Regions from separate parts of the Mus musculus genome. Here region 1 is linked to region 2. Evidence: chromatin contacts called from public HiChIP or PLAC-seq data. All regions are on one chromosome and are shown on one strand. Each heading gives the region's core, a stretch centred on a gene start, on an enhancer-like site or on the middle of the called end of the contact. The rest is flanking DNA. Distances are from core to core; before and after follow the strand shown.

Evidence for each region. HiChIP or PLAC-seq counts read pairs in DNA pulled down with a chosen protein or histone mark.
Region 1: a contact with region 2 is called in an H3K27ac HiChIP or PLAC-seq map of embryonic stem cells, with 15 read pairs. The contact joins two enhancer-like sites. A contact is called at or near these places in 2 of 484 Hi-C or Micro-C datasets (bone marrow-derived macrophages and nephron progenitors), 8 of 115 datasets of contacts at active chromatin or transcription factors (double positive thymocytes, embryonic stem cells, epiblast stem cells and 2 more) and 2 of 9 other capture datasets (adipose tissue and liver).

The regions. Positions count from the first base shown.
Region 1 is chr4:145,103,823-145,106,522 of GRCm38.p6, reverse strand. It overlaps Vps13d (vacuolar protein sorting 13D), which reads left to right. Exons shown (of 70, transcript NM_001276465.1): 39 at 602-724. Among named protein-coding and RNA genes, the nearest start is that of Vps13d, 90 kb to the left of the region's middle. Within about 2 kb of position 1,367, at least 42 of the 459 cell types and tissues checked have an H3K27ac peak or open chromatin away from gene starts, as enhancers often do. A contact at or near this core is called in embryonic stem cells and epiblast stem cells, where this site is marked.
Region 2 is chr4:144,933,739-144,936,455 of GRCm38.p6, reverse strand. It overlaps a transcript of Vps13d not described here. Among named protein-coding and RNA genes, the nearest start is that of Gm42344, 22 kb to the left of the region's middle. Within about 2 kb of position 1,460, at least 27 of the 459 cell types and tissues checked have an H3K27ac peak or open chromatin away from gene starts, as enhancers often do. A contact at or near this core is called in embryonic stem cells and epiblast stem cells, where this site is marked.

The DNA.
Region 1 (2,700 bases), core at 118-2,617, 170 kb before region 2:
TTATTCCATCAATTGTCACACCAACTTAACTCTGAAAATTGCCAAGCCAATGCAATGTGTTCTCACAGTTTCTTGGTGGCCCTGAAATGTACATTTCTGGATTCTGGATATCTCTGCCACGTCTCTCATGCAGAATGTGCACTGAAGATACAGCACAGCAGTCAGTGTTCCTGAGTGTGCTGTGTACTTAATGTCTTAGTCTTTGCACCCGAGAGTCCCATTGCCTAGAGTATCACTCTGCCCTCAGTTTCATTGAGTTGCTATTCACATTTCAAGAGGGACTTTAATGCACACATCACCACCACCTGCTTTTGTCAAAGCCAAATAAATCTGACCTTCTTCTCTGCCCTCCAGCATTGTAATTCTGTCTTTCCTTTAGCCTTTCACATCATAGGTGACTTTATGAAGGTAGGTCATCTGATTGCCTTGATCTCTTCCTTGTGCAATTGTTGTCTCTAGGGTTCAACCTTTTTTAGCTTCTTGCATGGGTCCAGTATGTAAGGAAGCACTCAGTAAAAGTTTTTGTTATGAATTGATATTATTTGATATGAACCTTTTATCTTTTTCCATCTCCCTTCTTAATTTATGGAATTCTTTCTAGATCAGTATATAAGTACCAAGGAGTCCTGGCTGGCGGATTACTGTAAAGAAGACAAGGAAACAGAGTCAGCCAAGACAGAAGACTGGATGGGCTCCTCTGTGGACCCACCATGCTTTGGACAAAGTAAGATTTTTATATGCACATGTCTGTCTATATCAGTTTTAATCTGTAGAGCAGTGCTTCACCGAAATATTCAAATAGAATGGTCTTTCTCTGAGAACTCCATAAGAAGTTCTGACTGGCCTCTGTAGTTCGTTTTAGTTTTGTAAAAGACAGTTTTCTGGCACAAACTACTGAACTGTTAATGCAGGATCTAATTCCATCGATGTTGGGGAGAGGAGATCTGCAAAACATTACTCTTGATTTCCAGTGATGCTGGAGATGAGCCGACCCATGGAGAGCGCGTCAGGACAGGCTGTTGGTTACTTTTTTCTACTTGGGCGAAAACAGTTGGTTTTACAGTGGATGGGATATTTTAAAACTGGGTTATAAAAACATCTAAAGCCTGTGCTAGAGGGTTTGTATGTATTCTTGGAAAGAGGGAGGGCAAGATCCCAAGTGGAAAAATGTTTTTTAAAAGGGCAGCCTGTATTGTTCATAGAGTATAAAGGAATTGAGTCCCAGCATCTTGAGGAAGAAGTCAGTGTGTTCTTTGTTGGTGTTTTCTGTCTTGATGAATGCCTCAGCATGGAGCTCTGTTGGCCTCAGAGCTGGGGAGATGGTGACAGACACCACAGGTCCTGGTTGTTCCACAAGCCATTGTCATCCAAATTCAGCTCAGCCCCGACTCTTTCAGTGTGGTTTCTTTGGGGAGTCTTGGCCTGACTTCACATAGCTCATGAATACTTAAATATTCCATCTGGTCTGCAAACAGTCTGGGAAGATGGCCTTTCTTAGCAGTAGGAAGCATTTGTGCTGGTTGGCCCCTCCTTGGGGTGTGTGAGCAGAGTGCCTCCAGCTTCTAGAAGGAAAGACAAAGGCTGTGCTGCGCTTGTTCTCTGTCCTTAAACTATTGCTTCTGAGTCCATGGAGCTCCAGCTCCCTTAACCTCCTGATTTGTGTTGCAAAAAGGTGACCTCACCTGTCCAGAAGATGCTTAAGTCGTCTGTGGAGGGTGTCCAAGAGCAGGTGGTTCTTTGTACTGGGACCTTAGATCCAGTCAGTGCCAACTCCAGGAAGGCCCGATGCTCTGAAGACCCCACTCTTCTTTTTCTTACACGTTCTCCTCTCTCTGTTGTTAATAATTACCCCATCTATATTAAAGCTTGATTTTTATTTCTTTAGGTTTTTCTGGTGAGGCTGATGTGATGCACTGTTTTAACCACTTGACATACCTAAATAGCAAGTGCCTTTTTATTGGCAGTTCCTGATAGCCTTCTGAGAAGTGTCCTACAGTTTGTGTAGCATTGGCTTTCAAGTTAGTAGCTTTCAACTGTGCGGAACTGACTACTAATATTTAGATTTTGTTTGAAAATTTTAGCCACATTTCGCCCCAAAGTTAGGCTTTTTTTTTCCCCCTGTGTCCTGTGTAAAACAGACTAATGGCTTAGCCCTTACTGTGCAGTTCAACCTTGGGAACTGGGGATTCAATACTGTTTCAGTGTATCTTTAGCTTTGTGTTACCTGGGTTGTAGGCCTTGCAGTAAGGGCTGATTCTATAGGAAAATCTCCATGGCATGACTTATTCCATTGATTATTTTATGAAAAATTCAGGTTTTTTTTGTTGTTGTTGTTTGTTGATACTTATGTTCAGTTTAGAATTTAGTACTGTGAGATAAACACTACAAGAGGATTGTTGAAATCTGGTGGGAGGCCGACTCTTGCCCTGAGTATCTGAGGTACTCAGTGGTCAGTGTTCTGTCCTATGTCTTTCCTTCTGGAATGGCATTCCTCCCCTAAAATACATACTGATTAGTTTCTGTGACTCCTCTGGGTCAGTCTATAACATTATAAAAGGCTTGTTCTCTTTAAGGGGATAGTCAACACATTCACTGTCACTTAATATGAAAAAGAGGACACAGCCACACCATCAAAGCTGTGCAAAAAAAAAAAAAAAAAAAAAAAATGCTGGCTTTGGCAAGCACTTACTGGTTCTTAGC
Region 2 (2,717 bases), core at 211-2,710:
ATTATATGTGTGTGTGTATGTATGTGTGTATGTGTGTGTGTGTGTATGTATGTATGTATGTATGTATGTATGTATGTATGTATATGTATGCATTCACATACACATATAAAAGGCAGAGGAAGACTTGGCTAATTGCTCTTCTTTTAGGTTTTATTATTTTATGTGTGTGAGTACACTGTCACTGTCTTCAGACACACCAGAAGAGGTCATTGGATCCCATCACGGCTTGTTGTGAGCCACCATGTGGTTGCTGGGAATTGAACTCGGGACCTTTGGAAGAACAGTCTGTGCTATTAACCACTGAGCCATCTCTCCAGCCCCAGAGGAAGACTTGGAATGTCCTGTTCTATTTCTTTATGCTTTATTTCCTTGTGATGAGTTGCTGAGAACTGAGTTAGCTTGGTAACCAGCAAGCCCAAGGAATCCTCCTGTTTCTTTTATCCCTAACCCACCTGCCCACAGTTGCCATAATTAAGGGCCCTTAATCATTCATGGGGATTTGTACTTGGGTCCTCATGCTTGTACAGCAATGCCCTTATTGAGCCATCTCCTTAGTCCCATCAAGGTACTAGCTTTGTCCCCAGACCTTGAGGTGGGAAGGAGAGAAGGACAGAAAAATGAGGGAGAGAAGAGAAGAGAGGAGAAGAGAGGAGAAGAGAAGAGGAGAGGAGAGGGGAGGGGAGGGGAGGGGAGAAGAGACACAGACAGAGACAGAGAGGAACAGAGAGAGACAGAGAGACAGAGAGACAGAGAGAGAGAGAGAGAGAGAGAGAGAGAGAGAGAGAGAGAGAGAGAGAGAGAGAGAGAGAGAGAGAGAGAGAGAGAGAGAGAGAGAGGTACACTTCACAACTTCCCACTCCACAGTGGGAGGCCAGCACATTCTATTCACAAAAGTCACAGAAGCCACCTGCTTGTCCTTCCAAAGTTGGGCTGAGAGTTGTTTCAGATTCCAGCAAGGAAGGCAATGACATGGCAGATATGGCAAGAAGTGTCCAGGTTGGGACAGATAAAGATGTTGGCAAGTCATGGTAAGTACTGGATGGCTTCTTCACAAAGACAGAAGGCCAGGGATTAAAAGCAGGATTTTGTAATGAGACTCTGGGGTTCAAATCCCAACTGTACCATTGCTTAGACTTGTCTCCTTGCTAAGCATACTCTGGGTCTGTCCCACTAGGCTCACAGTGACTCATTGCTGTTATTGCAAAGTAAAGGAGATACACATTTGTTAATGGATGTTTAGTAGTGCTCAGTGTGTTAGTTCATTATTTGTATTTCTCTTTAGAGTTTTCCCTCAGTGGCTCTATGCTTCAGATGAGGAAAGAGGCTTGGGAAGGTTAAGTTCAGGTTAAGGTGAAACTCATGGTCCCACTCAACTAAGACTCAGCCAGGTATGGATGGCTTCAAGCTCCAGACTCATCCCTGCCCTGCCTCCTTCCTGGCTCTCAGCAGGTCTGGATGGAAAGCCAAGCCAGCTTCTCTTCATTTGGCATCTCACACAGAGCACACAGCAGGGCAGTAAGTCTAACATGGTAAAGAAGGGTGGACTGGGTTATACCCTCACCTCTCCACCCTCAGCAAGAAGCCAAGGCACTTGGACCCCAGAGTGGCACTTGTGGTATGCAGTCTGCAGTCCCAACTCACACTCACACTTGGTGGAGCAGCTTACAAAACCCAGAGCCCAGTCCTACTGCCTCTCCCAGTCTGGGGTTTTGCCCAGGCCCAAGTCACCTTCCCAGGCAGGATCCAATTACAAACCAGCTGCAGCAGGGGATTGAGCTCAGCGTGTGTCTTCTTCAACTGCTTATTTCCTTTGTCTTGTGAGTCTTGAAAAATGAAAGGAATGATAAGGATTTGGGGGTGGGGGGAGTTGTGCTGGAAAATTCTGCAGATACTGGTTATCTCACCAGGAGGGAGGCATGGATGCCTGAGCAGGATTAGAGATTCTAGCCCTGGGACAGAGAGATGCTCTTGCTCCTGGATCAGCTAACCTTTTAGGGATCAGGCCACTAAAGCATCCTAGACTTCAGTTTCCACAGCTAGCAACAAACAATGCTAACTGCCTTTTTTGTTGTTGTTTGTTTTTTGTTTTATTTTGAGACAGGGCCTCTCTGAATAACCCTGGCTGTTCTGGAACTCACTATGTAGGTCAGGCTGGCCTTGAATTTACAGAGCTCTGCCTGCTTCTGCCTCCTGAGTGCTGGGATTAAAAGCATGCTCTGCCACATCCAGCAGATGGTGGGCTTTTGAAACCTCAAAGGCCACTCTTGGTGCCACACTTCCTCTAGCAAGGCCATACCTCCTAATCCTTCCCAAACAGTTCCACTAACTGGGGACCAAGTGTTCAAATATATGAGCCTGTGGGAGTCCATTCCTATTTAAGTCACCACACTTCCACAACTCTGAGTTGTTGCAAAGAAGAAACAAATGGCCTGAAGACCAAATATTCCCACCAGGGTGACTCAGCTCTGTAGGAAACATTTCATAGAGTCCCAGGGTTATTTTTGATTGTCATAACTGTGAAAGATGAAGACAGTGGTACTGTCAGGTCTCCAGTAGAGCTCAGGACAGCCCTGCCAGTGGCCCTGTCCACGACGTCAGGAATACTGGGATGAAGTCTTGAACATTTTGCAATACACTGTGGTTTTTCAGGCTCAGGGGCTCCACTTGCACATAGAAGGGGCTTCCCTATTTGCAGCCATTGCTGAAGAGTCTACTTA